4 separate regions of the Sus scrofa genome follow, and all the other regions are linked to region 1. Evidence: chromatin contacts called from public Hi-C and promoter capture Hi-C data. All regions are on one chromosome and are shown on one strand. Each heading gives the region's core, a stretch centred on a gene start, on an enhancer-like site or on the middle of the called end of the contact. The rest is flanking DNA. Distances are from core to core; before and after follow the strand shown. Region 1 holds the start of PCBD1 (pterin-4 alpha-carbinolamine dehydratase 1). Region 2 overlaps UNC5B (unc-5 netrin receptor B). Region 3 overlaps UNC5B (unc-5 netrin receptor B). Region 4 holds the start of UNC5B (unc-5 netrin receptor B).

Evidence for each region. Promoter capture Hi-C pulls out the DNA fragments that hold promoters and counts their contacts. A called contact is a pair of places that touch in the nucleus more often than the background predicts.
Region 2: a promoter capture Hi-C map of fetal liver shows a contact between it and region 1, with 2.9 times the contacts expected there. The contact joins the enhancer-like site here to the promoter of PCBD1 in region 1. A contact is called at or near these places in 2 of 5 promoter capture datasets (fetal liver and liver) and 10 of 47 Hi-C or Micro-C datasets (brain, embryonic fibroblasts, epiblast stem cells and 6 more).
Region 3: a contact with region 1 is called in a Hi-C map of embryonic fibroblasts, with 2.4 times the contacts expected there. The contact joins the enhancer-like site here to the promoter of PCBD1 in region 1. A contact is called at or near these places in 3 of 5 promoter capture datasets (fetal liver, fetal skeletal muscle and liver) and 2 of 47 Hi-C or Micro-C datasets (embryonic fibroblasts and heart right ventricle).
Region 4: a promoter capture Hi-C map of fetal liver shows a contact between it and region 1, with 4 times the contacts expected there. The contact joins the promoter of UNC5B here to the promoter of PCBD1 in region 1. A contact is called at or near these places in 2 of 5 promoter capture datasets (fetal liver and liver) and 2 of 47 Hi-C or Micro-C datasets (embryonic fibroblasts and liver).

The regions. Positions count from the first base shown.
Region 1 is chr14:73,805,144-73,809,916 of Sscrofa11.1, reverse strand. PCBD1 (pterin-4 alpha-carbinolamine dehydratase 1) reads left to right here and starts at 2,670. Exons shown (of 4, transcript NM_001190219.1): 1 at 2,670-2,757. The coding sequence starts at 2,755.
Region 2 is chr14:74,202,945-74,207,717 of Sscrofa11.1, reverse strand. UNC5B (unc-5 netrin receptor B) reads right to left here. Exons shown (of 17, transcript NM_001044549.1): 16 at 4,304-4,485; 17 at 2,882-3,250. The coding sequence ends at 3,085. Among named protein-coding and RNA genes, the nearest start is that of SLC29A3, 18 kb to the left of the region's middle. Within about 2 kb of position 2,862, at least 3 of the 83 cell types and tissues checked have an H3K27ac peak or open chromatin away from gene starts, as enhancers often do. A contact at or near this core is called in fetal liver, where this site is marked.
Region 3 is chr14:74,172,415-74,177,187 of Sscrofa11.1, reverse strand. The region is part of intron 1 of UNC5B (unc-5 netrin receptor B); the gene reads right to left. Among named protein-coding and RNA genes, the nearest start is that of SLC29A3, 48 kb to the left of the region's middle. Within about 2 kb of position 2,942, at least 5 of the 83 cell types and tissues checked have an H3K27ac peak or open chromatin away from gene starts, as enhancers often do. A contact at or near this core is called in embryonic fibroblasts, where this site is marked.
Region 4 is chr14:74,118,456-74,123,228 of Sscrofa11.1, reverse strand. It overlaps UNC5B (unc-5 netrin receptor B), which reads right to left and starts at 2,746. Exons shown (of 17, transcript NM_001044549.1): 1 at 2,617-2,746. The coding sequence starts at 2,695.

The sequences.
Region 1 (4,773 bases), core at 1,421-3,920:
AGTGACAGAATTTGTTGGCTTTCTCCTAGTGATTTAAGCCTTCTGCTCCTTTAAGACAAGGGTCTGGAGAGGTCTGAGCCTTTGGCCCTTTTCACACAGCAACAACCAATCCCCTGCTTAGCTGAGGTGGGGATTTGCTTCCATCTATTGCCCTTCCCCTGTCTTTCTCCTGGCTCTCAGTGGAGATCCATAATTAAAAGCTGTGCCTGTGTGCTAACTCTCCCCGTGTCTCAGGTCCCCAACTCTTCCACACACCTGGCTTCCAACAGCAAAAATTGTTAAAATTTTATCTGATTTCTTCTTACCCACTTTTATAGAGGCTGTGTGTCCTCCCTCTCCTGCCCACACCTGGCACAGGTGAGCTCGCCTATGCGTCCAGCCTCCCTTGGAATTCAGACTACTTGGCTGTCCTGAGACCTCAGCTCCCTGGCAAGCTAAAGAAAAGTGATGAATTTGTATTATTCTCATTGTCGATGTAAGAGTTTCCAGCTTCCTACACCCTAGCGAGCTGAAGCCCAAATCCTCTCTGTCTTTGAAACCTCTTCTCCCACCTTCTCCCCACCAAGGTTCCCAAGCTAATGCTACCTGTCTGAGGTTAGTCTTAATACTCCACTTCCAGGTACCAGTTTTTATTTAGAAATTTATTTGTTCTGTTGTCTATCGCTGCAGAACAAACAATCTCAAAACTGGGTGGCTTGAAATGTCCTATTATTTCTCATGGTTCCATGAGTTGCCTTGTTTCTGCCAGGCAGTGTTCTCACTTGGGATCTCACATGAGACTGCAGTCAGATGTCTGCTGGGGCTGAAGTCATCTGAAGGTCTGGGCGGCTAGGAAGCCTCACTCCTGTGACTGATGGATGATTAGCAGAAGCCATAAGGCAGGAATCCTGGAAGTCAAGGTTCACTCAAGGGCCATCTTTGAAGGCTAGCCTACATCCTGCTTCAAGTTGCATGTAAAAGGGGACCTTTCATACTACCGTCTTAAGTTTTCCCAACTGTAAAGTTAGCAGAAGGAAAAGGGACTATATTTTTGTGGCAGGGGTGGGCGGGACTTGCCAAGTAAACCTTCAAAAGCACAAATTTCTAGGGGAAAAAATATAAATCTTACCACACCAAAATATAAGATTTCTTTTTTAAATTACTCAATGAATTTTATTACATTTATAGTTGCACAATAATCATCACAACCCAATTTTGTGGCATTTCCCAAAGTATAAGATTTCTGCCAACAAAGGATATCCTGGAAGATGACAGGGTACAGATGGCTGAATGGGAAGATATTTGCAATATCTGAACCGACAAGCAGTTAATGTCTAGATAGCTCCCAAAAACCAACTTAAAAAGACCACTCTAAATTCTGTAAAATAAAACGAAAAACTATTAAATATAGAAGAAAACACAGGAGAAGAATCTTTGTGACCTAGGATTAGGCAACGATTCCTAGTTACAACACCAAAATACCAATCCATAAAAGAAAGAGTTGATAAATTGGGTGTCATCAAAATCAAGAACATTCGCCTTTTGAGAGACATTGTGGAAATGCAAACGAAATATGCCAAATCACATATCTGATAAAGTGCTTGTATTCAGAATGAAGAACTCTCAAAATGCAATAAGAAAACAAACTATTACTTTTAATGGGCAGGAAATTTGAACAGGCAATTCACCAATGACTGACCATTGGCAAATAAGCACATGAAAAGATATTTAATATCATTAGTCATTAAGGCAACTGAAAACCACCAGTGAGATACTACTGTGCACCAATTAGAATGGCTAAATAATAAAAAGATTGGCTTAGGAGTATTCCCTCTAGGTGAAGGTGAAGCTGCACTGTCATATGCCACTGGTGGCAGTGGAAAATAGTCCTGCTACTTTGAGAAGCAGTTTGGCAGTTTCCTAACAACTTATAAGCATATACCTGTTCTATGACCTAGCCATTCCATTCCCAGGTATTTCCCCAAGAAAAATTAAAGCATATATCCAAAGACTTGCAGGCAAACTTTCCTAGCAGCTTTATTTGTACTAATCAAAAACTGGAAACAACCCAAAGTCCAACAAATTGTAGTATATCCATTACAATATAATACTGTAAAATAATTTCTACTTAGTTATCAAAGGGAAAACTATTGATATATGCATCGACATGGGTAAACCTCAAAGTAATTACGCTGAGTGAAAGGAGGCAGATCTAAAAAGAGGGTAACCCATATGATTTCCATTTACATAGCCTTCCAGAAAACGCAATCTAATCTATAGTAAAGGCAGCAGGTCAATAGATCTCTGAGGAGGGAGGAGGCAATTTAGGGCTTGTGGTCATGTCCTCGTCATCGTGGTGATGGTTGCAAGGATGCATACATATGCCAAAAGGCATCACATTGTACACTTTAAATACGGGCAGTGTATTGTGTGGGTTTATTCCTCAGTAAGACGTTTTTCTAAAAAAGAAAAAGCAATCTGGCGTCGAGGGTCACACAGCTGGTAAGGGGCAGTGCGCGATGCATAAACCCAAGTCTGCGTTAGGAGCCCACGCGTCCTTAACCTCTGACCTCGCTGCAAGCTTGGCAATGAGGAAAGTCCTGGAAGGGAGCCGCAGCTGGAGTTAATGATTACGGGTGGGCGGCCCCTGCCCGGCCTCGCTCCCGCCCCGGGCGGCCCGAGCGCTGCCCCGCCCGACGGCTTCCCGGTGCGCCGGGCTTCGCGCTCTTCCGCTCCGCTACCACCTGCTGATCGCCCGCGTCTGCGCCGCCCGGCATGGTGAGGGGCGGCCGGGTTAGGAGGGGGGTGCGGCGGAGAGGAAGGGGCCCGCCGAGGCCGGCCCAGGGGACCCGGCCAGGAGCGGGGGGGCGGTCCCTCCCAGCTCCTTGCACAGCAGCCGCGCCGGCCTGGGGGAATCGGGGTCTCTGTCCCGCCGGTACCCCACCCCGCCAGTGGTCCCCTGGGGGAAAGCTGAGGTCGGAAGCGGGGCGGTGGCAGGTCTGGGTGACGGCGAGGCGGGAGCCCAGGCTTTCCCCGGCTCCCTGGCCATCTGTGCCTGAGGCCTCAAGGCCGCGCAGGCCCTGCTTAGAGAGCTCTCCCGGTGGGGGTGGGGCAGTGAGACGGGCAGCGGGGAGGGGACGTAGTGAGCCTGCAGACGTAGCCCTCCTTGGTGGCATGATTCTGTTCTACACTGGGGGCTAGGGTAGGGACCGGGTGGTCGGGGGTGGGGGGAAGCCTTGTGAGTGTGCAAAGGGGGCGGGGCGACTGAATTTGCATGTGCCTCTGCCTGCCTGTTTACTGCCCTTCTCTCTTGCACTTCTGCTCAGCCCTGTGTGCTGCCCCCAACCTGAGAGCCAGCCCCCCCGGGGGGGCACCTAGTTTGAGGCCTGTGCCCAGCCACGGGTGACATGATTGCTCAGAGTCATCCACCGTCTGCCCTGAGCTTTCCCTGAGGGGAGCCTTAGGCCCTGTGCTCAGATGTGGCCTGGGAGGATAGGCCAGCCTGCACAGCAGGAAGCTTTACTAAGCAGTCAAAGCATTAGGCCCCAAAGCCTTAGGAGCGACTAGGGCTGTGATGAGGCCTGGGAGGGCATTTTGAAGGCTATGACTTGGGTGGAGGGGAGGTGGTGAGTGAGCCCATTGTGAGGTGCACTGAGGCCCCAAAACTGTAGGCTGCAGGTAATCAGTAACACCCACAGCCTCCCTGGGCCCAGGCTGAGGCCAGGGCTGACCTGTGACTTACTAAGCAAACACACCCCTGCCCCCTCTCTGATCCCAGATCTCAGAGGGGCTCCTCAGTTCAGCCCCAGGCTGTGAAATGTGGGGGGGGGGTTCCCGAAGATTCTAAAGAGGAAGGGGAGCCTCCTAGGAGCTCCTCTAGTGCACATGTCCTCCTTTCAGAGCCAGAGAACTAGAGGCTGGAAACACGGACCAGGTTTATCAGCCACTGAGACAGGGCCGGCTCTGGAACAGAGACGGGTTTGGGCGGTGATGCAGGACTCCACTGCCCTCGCTGGCCTTCTGGAGCCCAGGAGAGGAGACAGACCAAGCCGGGGTTGTCCAGAGGGAATGTGCGCTTTCAGGAGGGAGAACAGGTTGAGTTATAAGAGCCCAGTTCTACCCCAAACCTAAAGGCCTGTCACAAGCCTACTTGCCCCCAGGAAGTCTCCTTTTAAAAAGGCAGATGACATCGGGAGTTCCTGTCATGGCACAGCAGAAACAAATCTAACTAGCAACCATGAGGACTCAGGTTTGATCCCTGGCCTTGCTCAGTGGGTTAAGATCGGGCATTGCCAAGAGCTGTAGTGTAGGTCACAGACACGGCTCCGATCCTGTGTTGTGTGGCTGTGGTGTAGGCCAGCAGCTACAGCTCTGATTAGACCCCTAGCCTGGGAACCTCCATATGCCGTGGGTGCGGCCCTAAAAAGACAAAAACAAAAGGGAGATGTCATTCCTTTAGTAACAGTGGAGTGTCCTAAAGTGCCCCTTGGCTTCTCTTGCTGATCACTGAAGTGGCAGTTCTTGTGCCCTTTTTCAGCTGTTGAGCCAGGGGAGATGACCGCCTCAAGCCCACCTGGCTTCCAGTCTTCCAGGACCGCCTCATAAAAGCCAGATTAACCTTCCTCAAGTGCTCTCCCCAGGCCTTACTGACTCACTTCTCATTTAGCACTTACACTTTCCACCCTCAGGTAGTTCTACTTTAGGGGCCTCAATACTGGGATCCCTTAAGCGCCTCCACCTGGATCTTCTTAGAGGTGGAAACTGACCTTTGCTTGCTTCTGTTCTCTGAGGGTT
Region 2 (4,773 bases), core at 1,613-4,112, 400 kb before region 1:
GTCCCTCCGGAGCCTGGGGCACTGCAGGAGAAGGTGGAGGGAGAGGCACATAGAAGATACACTGACGGACCCTGTGGACTCAGAGAGGCAAAAACAGGCACGCCGACCTCCAGGTGGCCCAGCATGGACGTGAGGAGGACACACACTCACACACAGGTGGGGACGAGTTCCGGGTGGGGCACGCTGATGTGCCCACAGATAAGAGCACCCGCACACACGCACGCACGCGCAAGCACACCCCAGAGATGAGAGGGAAACACCGCGAGGGCCCTGAAGCGGCACTTAATCTGTCGCTCCCAAGGCACTCAGGTTGCGTGCGGCTGCCTCTCAGGCCCGAATGAAGGGAGAACCTCCATCCCACCTGGAGATGGGTAGCGTGCAGACTAAGTCACGGCTGCCGCAGCAGATGGATGGGGCCCGCAAATCCTGTCCAGGCTTTTCTTATATAGCTGAACAGTTTGAACCCTCCCAGGAGGCTTCAGTCAATTGGTTCTGTGCTCCAGGCCCTGGTACACAGTTTCTGGAAACCAGATTAGAAATGGCACCTGGGTGGCTGGTCTGGCCTCACCCACCAAGAACTGGGTCTGGGCACTGAGGAAGCCGACTTCTGGCGGGAGGGGCGAGGGTGGGCAGGGAGAAGGGGCGTGGCAGACCACGGTCAACTTCAACCCACCAGGGTTCTCATCAGCAGCCCAGAATGGCCATGTGTCCAAACCCCAAGGGCCCTCAGATAGCAGCTGTGGAGCCGTCTAGATATAAAAAGCAAAAGAGGCCCCAAGAAGGCAGTCATATGCCTGAAGTCACACAGCAGTGTAATGGCAAAGCTGGAGCATCAGGGCCGGTCTTTGGACCCCAGGCTGCCTGTGGGCATTTTAGGGCCTGAGAAGAGCACCAGGAAAGCCCCTCACGGCACTGGTGAAGCTGCCCTCAAGGCCATGGACCACACAGCCCAGACCAGAGGCGAGCAGGGAGGCTGGGCCTGCAGCCTCAGGGGCCCAAACTTGATGCGGGCCTGGCCTCTTTAGCAGCCCTGATAAAAAGGAAGCCTCTCTCACACCAGCAGGCCCTTGACTGTCCAGAGCCAGGCCATTCCCCAGGGGGGGCTGCTGGGTGGTGAGACCCCCTCATTCCCATAAGCCCCCGAGTACACAGCAGGGAAGCCATGCTAGGGACACTGGCTGGCACTACCCCACTGCTTTCCTCCCAGGAGACCAGACTTTCAAATGCCAGGATATGCCCAGGCCAGTCCCAGGAGCGGCTCGAGGACATGCTGGGGCAAGCCCTGGGGTCAGTGCCTAGAGCTGGCACTTGCTTTGCCCTGGGCGCCAAGGAAGAGAGTCCCTTTGATGTGAAGCCTCTGTGCTGGCTCAAGATTCTGGTCTCAGCCACCAGCAGACGGCCAAAGAGGGACCCTGATGGGCCCTTGGAAATCCTCCACGCCACCAACTTTGCTTATCAAAGCTGACTTCAAACAGTCCCAGACGGCAGAGGAGGGGTGAGAAGAGGGTGGAAGGGAGGTGCCTGTGGAGATGAGCTCTGGGAAGACAGCCCTCCACCCTCCCTCCTCCACGGCGGGCTGGCACGTGAAGCGCGGCCAGGCAGCCTACCTCCCAGCCTCCCGTGCTGCAGGGCTGCCTGCTAGCCCATCCTCAAAGCCACACCAACCCCAGAAGCTCAGGCTTCTGCAGCTAGAGGCCCTCCCATCCACCCCTTCGGTTTTACAGAAGGAGAAATCGAGGCTGAAAAAGGACAGATCCTGGATTCCTGGGCATTAAGAAGATGCCAACCTATGGCAGCCCCCCTGGTCTGGGGGCTGCTGGGGGGGCGGATTCCGGCTGCACCCCACTCCGACCTTGGGTGAGGGAGAGAGGTGTCTGTGGGGAATTCTCATCCTTGACTTCTTTCTCTGCTAGGGCCCCCCTCCTGGGCCGTCTCCCCTCTGCAGGAGCCACGAGACCACAGTACTGGAAATTCTCTCTGGCTCCAAGCTGGGCTGGCTCTCCTATTTCCCTGCCGGGGCCTCTGAATCTGGATCCCTGGGAGCCCAGAGGAGCCTTGAGGGGTCCACCTGGGGCTGTGAGAGGGAGGGAAGACCTCGCTCCACTCCGGCCTCAGGGCTCCATGGCTTTCCCGATCAGCATTCACTTAAGATTTTGGAGGGAAACAGGGGACCATGGCTCAAACCCCATCTGACCCTGGGGAAGGGGAAGCTGGGGCCTTGTTAGAATGCAGTCGAAGATGGAATCACTAGCAGCAAAGTGTTCCCTGTTTAGTCTCTCTCTCTCTCTCTGACACACACAGAGACACACACACACACACACACACACACACACGCACACACACACACACGCTCCTGGCCAGAACCACAAGCATGCCCACACTCATCCACACTCAAGAAAAGTGTTTCCTATTTTTTGTGTGTGTTGTTTTTTTCATTTTCTTTCTTTTTTCTTAAAAAGGACTTATCCAAATATCTGGATAATAAATCATTGGCGTTTCCTAAGAAACTGGGTTTTTTCTTTTCCCTTATGGTTTTGGTGTTTTTCTTCTCTTTTGAGCCTGACTAGTGGTCTGAAGCTTTCTGTCTTTCCTTCTTTTTTTTCCTCTTCCTTTTTGTTTGTGGACAGGAGAAAGCAGCTCGCCTGAATTGTACTTGACTCTTCAAAGAGGAAAATGGCATGAAAGGAGAAAGGGGCTTAGGGAGGAGGGAGAAATTAATAACCGGGGAGGAAAATGAAGAACGCAGCTCAAACAGAGGCCCCCTCGAGGGCCCGGGGGCTGAGGGTGGGAGGGCCACCTCCCTGCTCCCCTAGCTGCCTCCAGAGGCCTCAGCCCCGTCCCAGTTCCTGCACAGAGGTCTGATGTCAGGAAAGTCAGCAGGGGGTGGAGAAGGAACGCTGGGTCCTCCCAGCAGCAAAGTCCAGGGATTTCCTAAGGCTGGTCGTGGTCTGGGGGCGGGGCAGGGGGAGGAGGAGGGGGGCCATTCTGGCTGTGAGGAGGCCCAACTGCCCCACAAGAGGCTGCCCCGGCGGCCTGTGCCCGCCCCCTGCTGGTCTCTCCCAGCATGCACAGGGTTGGGGCGGCTCAGCAGTCCCCATCCGTGGTCATGGCCACCAGCATCTCGCTCTTGCCCATCTCCTCCAAGGCACTTGCCAGGCTGTTGAGGTCCCCGTCGTCCTGCTGCAGAGCCTCCCAGAGGTCCAGGATCACACCCGTGGGGCTCGCTTTGGTGGCAAAGTAGTTCAGGTACCTGAGAGAGGAAAGGAGGACACTGGGCTCCCCAGATGCTCGGCACTGCCCAGGAGCCTGGGGTGGAGGGGCACTGGGAGTACCTCCCAGGAGCCCTGGGACTGTGGGTCTGGGCTCCCACCATCCTGGGTCTGAATCCCAGGCTGTGTGGCCCTAGGCAAATCACTGCTCCTCTCTGAGCCTCAGTCTCATCTCTAAAACGGAAACTGTCCTGCTTATCATCAGTCATCACTCGTTCCCTCCGCATTCCTTCTCTGCCTGGTCTCTGCCCACCCCAGGCACTCCCCTATAGTAGGAACAAAGCCACAGACATCCTTATAAATCCCACCTATTTCTGGTAAGATGTCTTATATATGGTACCTGTCCCCTGCAGGTGTATTTATTTATTTTTCTTTTCCTTTTTAGGGCTGCACCTATGACATATGGAAGTTCCTAGGCTAGGGGCTGAATCAGAGCTGCAGCTGAGGCCTACACCACAGCCACAGCAACACGGGATCTGAGCCGCATCTGTGACCTACACTGCAGCTTGCAGCAACACCAGATCCTTAACCCACTGAGCAAGGCCAGAAATTGAACCTGCATCCTTATGGAGATTATGTGGGCCTGTAACCTACTGAGCCACAATGGGAACTCCCCCTGCAGGCTTATCAAATGATTTCTCAATAAGCAAGCATACCATAACTGTAATGGTGACCACTGCCATTAGATTTATCCAGCATTTTAAGCTCTCCGGAAAAGTTTTGGCACCAGGGTGTACTGTGTCACTCAGAAAGCATTTCTAGAACACCTGCTCTGTCCTGGGCACAGGGCTGCTGATGTGATCATGCCTGGCTGGTATTCTGGCTTGACCTGATTCTCACAGGCCAGTGCTCTGAGCACAATGCTCCTCAAGGAACTGGCTTCTAGATTTAGCAGAGCCAACCCTGAGGTCCTGATCTACCACAAAGGGTGGGCCCACTCCTAGACTGTCAGGCTGCCTGTCTCACCTGTCCACTGGGGACAAAGGGAGGGAGGTGGCTGTGGTCTCAGCAGAGCAGGCCACCCTGACACTCACCGGTCCATGGATAGCTTTTGCGCCAGCAGCCGCCAGTCGTTGCCGCGCGAGTTGGGGGCATCCAGGCTGTTGCATATCTTCTGGCGGATGGACAGCGGGATCTTGAAGGCATAGGGTCCCAGCTGGGTGGTGACTGTGCTGCTGGGGGCGGAGCAGAGGGCGTCCAGGGAGCCAGCAGGTGTCTGGAAGGGCAGGGGGCAAGGGTGAGAGGGGCAGAGGGCCCCTGCCCGCCCTCAGGGTGCACATGCTAATGCACGGCCCGGGCTAATGCTGTGCCATCTGTGATTATGAAGCCACCAGGGGCTTCAGCCACGGTCTAATCTACATGGGCCCACTTTTACACAAAGGAAAATAAAGTCTAGAAAGGGGAAATGACTTATCCATGGTCACATGTCTAATCAGTGGCAGAGCTGGGTCTAGACCTTTATTCAGTGCTGTTTACCCTGCACTGCAAGGAGGGCCTAGCGCTG
Region 3 (4,773 bases), core at 1,693-4,192, 370 kb before region 1:
TGAGAAACCACCAATGGAGGGAACCTCAGAGACTATCTGATTACTATCCTCTAGGGCGGAGACCAGAGACGGTGTGGGCTAGCCTAGATCACACAGCACCTGAGCAGCAGAGCCAATAGAAGAAACTGGGCTCTAGACTCCTGGGGGAGTGGGGTTTTATTTTAAAAGCCTCCTTTTTTTTTTTTTCTTCCTAACAAAAATACTTTTTTCTTGTCCTTTTCTGATTTCCATTTAGGAAAAAATGGGGAGAAAGATAAAAATCACCCATTCCCACCCTCTAGCTGACCAGAATTGACACTGGACACTGGTCCTGACTTTTAAAAAAAAAAAAATGAATTTTTTCCAGGCCACACTTGCAGCATGTGGAACTTTGCAGACTAGGGGTCGAATCAGAGCTGCAGTTGCCAGCCTACACCACAGCCACAGCAAAATCAGATCTGAGCCGTGTCTGCAAACTACACCACAGCATGCAGCAATACTGGATCCTTAACCCACTGAGTGAGGCCAGGGACTGAACTCATGGACACTAGTAACCTGCTGAGCACAATGGGAACTTCCAGTCCCGACTTTTTCAGATGCACACATAGTTTGTTATTTACGGGATCTCACCCTACAGTCTGTGTGTCCTATGTTTCCTTTCAAGGATTTTAAACCACAAGCAAAAGGCACCAGGCAGCTCCCGTGCTCTCTCAGTCACACACATCAGGTGGGCACATGCCAGCTGGGCTGACTGCCCCTGTGTGGCATTGGGGGCCCTTGGAGGAGCCACAGGATGCACAGCTGTTGCAGGAGCCACTGGGCAATGACATCAGGGTCTCTTTGCACGTTTGGGTGCTGGGCAGAAAGACGCCAGTGTCCTGTTCCCATCTCCTGGAAAAGTCAAATCGCCCAAGGGTACAGCCTCTGGCTGGGGCTGTCTGCCGGACGCGTTGCATCCCTGATGCCCTTCCAGGTGAGGTGCCCCAATACTGTCTTGGAAAATTCAAGGTCAGGGCTGTTCTTAGAGTACCCTGAGGCAGAAACTTCCCCTGCCTTCCCAGCGTCCTGCTCTAGGACCAAACCACCCCTCCTGGCAAAGGGGAGTTGACTGCCAACACACTGCAAAGTGGAAAAATGGTGTGATCGTTGCCCACTGCCGTCAGTGCCATCACCACGCCTGGCCAGGCCCTGCCCCAGTGCCAACTGTGGGCCCCCTGGCAGGCTCCAGGAGGTGGCTCAGACCCTGGGTTGCACGGCTCTTAGGACTAAGTCCAAGACCTTCACTTCCAGAGGGGGCCCCTGAGTCCAGAAAGCAATGATGGCTTGTTCAAGTCCAAGTGCCCGGTCAGCGGCTGCAGGACCCCTGGCATCTTGGCATCACACTGGCATTAAGAGAATCACAGCAGGGAGAGAGAAAAGGGGGTGCTTGGACTCTGGCCTTTGCCAATCTGTGGGATGGGACATGGAACGGACCACGAAAGGGGAACAGAGAGGTGGTGATGGAGTCATGGTGAGAAGGACAGAGAAGGAGAAACATGAGCGCGCCTGGCAGTGGGGGAGTGAGCGGGGCTGTGTAGGGGTTTCCTGTACTCTTTTGAACCTAGAATCTACCTGCGTTCCTGCTCAGGCGCTGGGAGCAAGAAAAGAAGGTGGCCATCCATCGCTGGCCTTCCTCCACACTCTGCTCTGCCTCTTCCATGAGGCTAGCCCTGGGCTATGGCTTCACAGGCCCTTGAGAAGGCAGACCTTTAGACCAGGCTCCCAGGAACTCCTTATGGACCAGAATGGGGGAGTAACTGGTCCCAGGTCACACAGCGGGGTTGGAAGCAAACCAGCTGGAATCACTGGAGTGTGGACATCTGGGCACTCAGCCCAATGCTCTTGCCCTTGCCTTTGCCTTTCTCTGGTTCCAAGAGTGGGGAAAACCTTAGCCTTGACCTTGGGGGAGCAGCTGAGCTGTTGGGGTGGAGACGTGGGTAGACAAGTGACACGGGTCCAGCAGAAGGCCTAGATGGCTGCACAGGGGCACCCCAAGGGAGGCAGGGGGGTAAGCAGGTATTCAATCCCCATTCTTCCAGTCATTCATCAAACATTTCCCGAGAGCTTCCCCTCGACCATGCCTATGGTAGAGCCTGCAGAGCAATGACCAAGCTTCAGTCCCACCAACAGGAAGCTCCCAACAAAGGCTCAGGGTTAAGGATCCAGACATCCTGACTCTCAGACTCCTGCTCAGTCTGCCTCCAGCCTAGTCCCATGGTCATGTGATGATTCCTCTGCCTGTTGACCCACCATCAGTGCAGAAATAAATCTACAACTTTGTAGCTCTGTCCTTCTCAGTCAAGGAGTGAGCCCACCTCCTCCAGGAAGTAGGGTTTGATTACTTCCACCTTGACAACTGTAGGGATTTCTCATTCTCCAGGCTCCTGAAAATCCCTCCTCTTTCTTGGGCTGAAGCACACTGGTGCTGCCATTGGCTCCTGAAGTGACCTTGGGCAAGCTACTTCCCTCTGGACTCCAATCTTCCCTTCTGGGAAATGGGGCCACTTTGACTTGCTTCACCCTCCAGGGTTGTGGGGAACATCAAAGCCAGAAGTATGAAATTGTTTTGCCAGCTGGACTGCCCTGGGCACTTGCTAAGTTTTATTAACACTTTTCACAGCGAGAAAGAGTGGGCGTGCCTTTCTGGGGCTGCCAGGGGCACTGGCTGACATCTCAACCTACAGCTCCAGGGTTTTCCTCTGGGTTTGAGGTGCCGGCCAGGTGCCCTACTCCTAGCTCCCGCCCTGCCCTGGCCTCCCAACTGCTGCCCAGCCCACTCCGTGATGACACAGAGCTGCAAAAGGCTGATGCAAGCTGGAAGAAGGGAATGAAACAGACTTGAGTGGGGTGGATGGAGCTCCACCTCCAGCCCCGTGGGACACGGGGCCCAGCCCCTGCCTGCTTGTTTGCGCCTGCTGATGTAATCGCTGGGCCTCTTTGGTTCAGGGCTCTCGGCTGGCTCACCTCGCCTTCAAAGCCAGAGGAAGGGTGTGAGGTCACAGCCACGTGCACCACGAAAGGGCTCTTCTCCAAAGCGGGGTGGCTGGGCTCCAGCAAGGGCAAAGAGGAGGAAAGAGCCAGAAAAACAGCCTGAGAAAGAGCACGGCTCTGAGGTAAGCAGGACCTGAGTCAACCCCAGTTCTGCAACTGTGTCACTTCAGGGGTGTCGTCCATGTCTCTGAGCCTGGACCTAACAGGCACTCAAATTGTCACTCCCTCCTAGGGATGTCTCAAGAGGCATAAGGACGTCTGAGAGGGTCAAAGAGAAAGGATGGAAGCATGGCTCCATGGAAGGAAAACACCAGAACAGTCCTGGGCTGGCCACCAGCTCACCAGCTCAGGTTTGTTTATCTGTAAAATGGGTACACTGTCACCGTGGCCACCTCACAGAGACACTTGGGATCAGAGGTGTGAAAGTGTGACATGATGCTAAAGCATGTGGATAGTTCAGGGGACCTGGGGACAATTGGGGGTGGTTCTTGCCAGAAGCCTGGGGCTCCCAGGAGCTGCGCGACGGAAGTGGGGCTGTTGGCTGTGTTCTGCCTGGCCCAGCCCCAGAGGCCTCTAAGGAACCATCAAATACTTGCAGGTGATGAAAACAAGAGCCAAGATCCACTCCTAGAAAGTGCCAGGCCAAGTGCACGCAGCTGAGCGCCCCTGACCCCAAGAGCCCATGGGGTCTGCCCTGTCTCCAGACCATAATTCTCAAAGCTGGTTTCCCTGGGGACGCCTTTGCTCTTTCCCTCAGAAAGGGTGGGGTGGGGGGAAAAGCCTCACGTGGTTCCAGGTCTCTTTGGTTAACAATGAAGGCAAAAAGATAGGGACCCGAAGCTCCCGCTGTGGCGCAATGGGATTGGCGGTGTCTTGGGAGCACTGGGACGCGGGTTCAATCTCTGGCCTGGCACAGTGGGTTAGGATCTGGTGTTGCTGCAGCTGTGGCTTAGGACCCAACTGCAGCTTGGATCTGATCCCTGGGAGCTCCATATGCTGTGGGGAGGCAAAAAAAAAAAAAAAAAAAGACAGGGACCAGCCGAGGTGGGGAGGAGCTGTCCATCTCAGCCATCCCCCATCTTCAGCCTGGGAGAGAGGGGTTACCTCTAGTAATTGGGCCCTCCATTTGCTGTGGAGGAGGAATTGCACTCCAGCTGGGATTCGCCGGCTTCCCTGGCCACAAGGACCTCTTTCCTTTAGCACAGCCTTGAGACCTGGCAGGTCCTATGGTCAGCCAACAAGAGCTACCTGAATCCTCCCAACAGCCTTCTAGGCAGGTACTTTTTTTGTCTTTTTAGGGCTGCACTCATGGTATACAGAGGTTTCCAGGCTAGGGGTTGAATTGGAGCTGCAGCCACCGGCCTACACCACAGCCACAGCAATGCGGGATCCGAGCCTCGTCTGCAACCTACACCACAGCTCATGGCAACTCCAGATCCTTAACCCACTAAGCGAGGCCAGGGATCAAATCAAGTCCTCGTGGATACTAGTCAGGTTCTTTAACCACTGAGCCACAACGGGAACTCCCCCAGGCAGGTACTCTTATCACGATCCCCATTTTGCAGGTGAGGAAACTGAGAAACACAAAGTAACTTGCCTAACATCACAGAACAAGGTCGTCAGCCCTTGAATCTGGATCTCCCTGACTCTAAGACCATACTGTTAACCTCGAGGACAGTGGTTCTCAAACTGTTGCATGTCCTAGATCAGCTGGAGGCTTGGGAAAATCCAGTGGGCCCCAGCCTCCCGCCACCAGCCGGAGGT
Region 4 (4,773 bases), core at 1,497-3,996, 310 kb before region 1:
CCAGAGGCCAAGGAAAGACTCATTAAAACTCTAGGAAAGGCTGAGGGGTGGGTGGGAGGAGATTCCCAGGGCCAGTCTCTCTCTGGGCTTTTGAAGTCTCTCTCCTGGCCAGTCACTTGCTGATATCTTCTAAGAGTCTGGGGTTTTATGGTTCCCGTTTTTGATTTCTCCACTCTCACAGTTTACGGCTTAAAAAAAAAAAAAAAAAAAAAAAAAGGTTCTCCGAGCTGTGAAGGGAACTCATTTACATATTCACTGGGGACAGGAGTGGGGGAAAGGAGAGAGATGCCTGCTCCTTGAGGAGAGCTTGGACGCCACCAAGAAAGAGCCCCCCTCCCTCTGAGGGGACAGCCTTCTCTGTCTTAGCTTGCTATGAGGCTCATGACAGAGGGGTGGACGAGACCAAAGTGAGTCAGCCCAGTTACTGGACAGGAGCCTTGGATACAAATCTGAAACCTGCAGTTAAGTGAAGCCAAGACTGGTGGAAAGCCAACACTCCGGCCTTGGTTTTCCCCATCTGTGCAATGGAGTTCCTGAGGGAGCTGCTGGGGAAGACCTAAACAACATTCTGAAAGCTGCTCTGTGGCTGTGGCATTAGAGTACGGGGGCTGTGTAGGAGGAAGGGCATGTTTTCTCTCCTGAAGGCAGGTTTCTAAGGGCAAAGGGAAGGCAGCAGGCTGACCCCACCAGTTGGCCCTCTTCAGGCTGGTGGGCAGACAACCCCTGCTGTGCTAAGTAATGAGCGCAATTCCAACGCCAGTTCTGCTCGCTGGTGAGAAACCAAAGCCCGGTATTAGAGGCCATTTCTGGCTGGGCACTGATCATGCCCAAATCCATCAAAGCCCTGGGCCTGGGGTTTCTTCTGGGGAAGGTGGGGGCCGGATGCTTTGTTAAGCAGGCAAAGCAGGCCACCCCCAGCCTCCCCAGCCGAGCCTACTCTGCAGCTCTGGAGAACGCTAGGCTTACCCTTCTTGTCTTTCCCCTGCCTACTCCCAACCCCAGTAATCTCAGTATTGACTCCTGATTCCCTTACCCTGTTGGTCCAAAAACAGCTTCCCAGGACCCAACCCTGCCAAAGTGCCAGTTACAGAGACTTCATCCAACCCTTCAATCACCTCCCCTCAAAACACTCCCAAACCAGAAACCAACACCAGGGCCCAGCACCTCCCACATCCAACTGCACTCTTTAAAACAAAGTTGGTCATTCAGCAGCCTGCCCCCTCCCCCATCATTACCTTCCAACTTCAAAACACTGCTTTAAATACCAGAGTCTGCCCAAATCATAATTAACTTGGATCAAATGATTCTGTCGTAACTTTACAACACAGGGCTGGCAAAAAAAAAAAAAAAAAAAAAAAAAAAAAAAGTGGGGGTTGTGCTAAAACCAAGCCCTCACTCCGGGGCCGTGGGAATCATTCGTTCCAGAGTGAGGAATCTCTGGCTATAAATTGTGGCGGTGCGGGGGGGGGGGGGCGTGGGAAGGTGAGGGGGAGGAGGACGGCGGATGTCAACATCTCAGCGGAAGGTGGAGCGGGGAGGGCTGCGTCATCTCGTCCACTTTCTGCACCAGTTTTCCTGCCCCATTCTCAGCCTCAACTCGGAGGACTCGATGCAGGATGCGCCCCACCCCCATCCCGCCTCGAAGCCCGGCATCCGGCGGCCAGCCCACCTGCTCGGGTTCCGGCGGCAGAAAGAGGTTGGTTGGCTCTCGTGAGTCCACCCGCTACCCAGGAAGACGCAGCCCCGTCAGCGACAGACCAGAGACATACACACATCTATGGCAGGAGAGGCAGAATAGGGACTTTATTTTAGGAGCTCGCCAACTCCCTTAAGGCATCTCGCTGGGTCCAGAACAGGAGGGTGGCGAGAGCACCTAGTCGGCTTCCCGGATAGGGAGAATGTCAGTGACTCATTTAAAAGGAAACTCGGCAGAATCACTACATACGCCTCCCCTCATCCCATCTCCCAACACCAACACCCAGAAAAGAATTCTTCCAGACCTGCGGGTCCCAAGATCTGGGGGAAAGCTGTACGTACAAGACAGCCTTATCCCGTTTGATAGCCAAAACCCTGCATGCACCCCAGCCACATCTGGCTAGCGGAGCAGATCCACGCTTCCCGTGCTCCCCAGATTTCTCGCTCTCTCCCTCTCGTCTGCAGATTCGGGTGGGTCAACGCTAGGAGCCTGGACAAGCCGGGATCTTTACTAGGAAGTTGCTCGCGAACGGTAAGAGAGCGCACACCTGGCCGGTGCAGCGACTGTTTTTTTCCGCACCGCCGAGAGGCGCGCGCGGAATCAGGGGTCTCCTGGAGGTCGGTCCTTCGGGAGGCGCAGACCCGGACTTGTACAGCACCCAGGGAAAGGAGGAGATCCCTTCCAGGCAGGAGCAAGAGAGCCTGCTCGCCCTCCCCCCGCACCCCACCCCACCCCCCGCCCCGAGATGGCTGCGCCATCGCCCACTTTGGTGGGGCAGAAATCAACCTTCTAACTTGAGCGCCCTTGCCGGGTTCCCTGCGCGCACAGACAGAGCGATGGACCATCACAACTCTGGGGCAGAGTGAGGCGCCAGGGTCCCCTCGTCCTCCCTCCCTCCCCCAGGCCCATTCGTTCCTCACCTGCTTGGCTCAGCCTCAGGTCCCAGCAGAGCAGCAGCGCCAGCAACAGCGCGCCTCGCGCTCCACTCCGGGTCCACATGCTCCCGCGGCCCGGCTCAGGCGCCTCTCCCCCGGGGCTCTCTCCCTGGCCCCAGTCTCGCCGCCGCCGTCTCCGCCGCCGCCGCCTCCTCCTCGCCGTCCTCCCCGGCGCCCGGCCGCGCCAGCCCGTGCCCTCCGTGGGGGCAGAGGCAGCCACGCTTCGCAGAGGGCTGCCCGACGCTCGAAGCGCGATGGGTGCCCGGCGCCCCCTCTCCGGCCAGGCTTTGGTGCGCCCCTCTCTGCGCTCCTCAGGCTCCTGGGCTCGAGTGCTCTCCGGGCTCCGGCGTCCAGTCACCGAAGTTGCGCGACTAAATGTGAGTGCGCTCGCAGCGGCGGACGCCGCGCAATCCAAGCTTTGGTGCGTGCCTCCCCGCGCCCTGCCACTGCCCGCGGCTCCGGCGCCCTCGCCGGCCACCGCTGCCTTCTACAATGCCAAGCGCTGCCGCTCGTTCGCCCTAGTGAGTCCCCGAGCGGAGGGCGACCGCGCGCAGCCGGGGCGTGGCCTGGGCGGGCAAGGGCGGAGCCGGCGGAGGGCCTTTCTAGGGGGGGAACCGACGGCCATCTGGGCGCGGTCTCGGCGGAGCTGGGGACCCCTCAGGGGGGACCTCGCGAGACGCTGGGCACGGCGTGCTGGAAAACGCGGTAGCCGGATCGTAGCTGGAAGCGGAGTCTGCCCAATTTGCGTTTCCAGAAACTAAGGAAATATATTTTGGTACTTTCTTTCGGCTTGGCTGTGTCACCATTCTCCTCTGATTAAACTCAGGACTCTGTCATTTTTGGCTCCCTGGTCTGAACTATGTTCTCTGCTTCTTACATGTGGGGGTCTTTCCCAAAAATAGCTCCTCAAATGAGAAAAATCTCAAATACTCAAGTGCTGGTCAAGCTGGGGCTTACTTCTCTGTGAACTTGGGTATAGATTCGGATTATACTGGTTGGCTCTACTTTTCGGTATAACCTTGGGCAAAACTGTTTGATCAGACCCCTCTGAACCTCCTGTAGCACCCAGGTAGGTCCTAGGATGTCGTCCCCCGCCCCCAACTAGTGACTCTGGGGCACAGGGTAGAGGGTAGCCATTTTTGGTTTGGTGTAAATTTGGGCTCTGCCCCTTATTGCTACGTGACCTTGAACAAATTACTTAACCATTATGATGCTCCCTTCATCATCATCTGCAAAATGGACAAAGATGATAATAATAATTTTATAAGGGAGTATAGAATTGGATTTTAAAAGTAAGTATGGAAACTACAGCACAAATGTCAGTAATCTCTCTTTCTAAAATCTCCTCTCTCCGCCAATCTGATTCCTGGTAGAAAAACATCACCACCCAAGGGTGAGCCAAAGAGCATATGGAACCAGGTGGAGTTGGGGGCACGCTGTATCTTGAGACTGAAACCCAGTGACATCAGACATTGTGGATCAGCTAACACTGCTGATGTCCTTCTATGTGCCAGGCACGGAGTAAGGCACTTTATACGCATCACCTCAGTTAATCCTCACAGCAACTCTCTGAGGTAAGTACTGTTTGTATCCCTGTTACACAGATGAAGGAACTGAGTCACAGAGACATGAAGTCATCTGCCCACGATCACATAGCTTTGGTGAAAGAGTGGGTGAGTGAAAGGGGCAGGAGAGATAGGATTGGAAAGAAGCCCTCTGACCTGGGGAGCCTCCACCCTCACAGCATCTCTGGGGCTGGCAGGTGAGCAAGGACTGGCAGCCAGCAAGGATGCCTCCTCCCCTAGCCCTGATCTGTTCACTACTCGGGGTTTTTCCAGAACTGGGATCTAGGATCACTTCTCAAGCACCGATGCAATGGCTGATTCAGCAAGGGATAAAGGAAGGCAGAGAGAGGTCCAGCCAGGGCCAGAAGCCAGAAGGGGATAGGCTGGAATAGGATCAAGTGTCCCCAGGGATGCTTCCTTGATTGGTGGATAAAAGACTTGGGGGCCAGACCTGCAGGCTGGAAAGGTTCCTGGAGCGGGCAGAGAAGCAAGGAGGGTCTGCCCTGCCCCAGCCGGTTCCCTAGGGGAGCGAGAAAGGCACGACTGCCCAGGAGCCCCCTCCACACACACTCCCCCC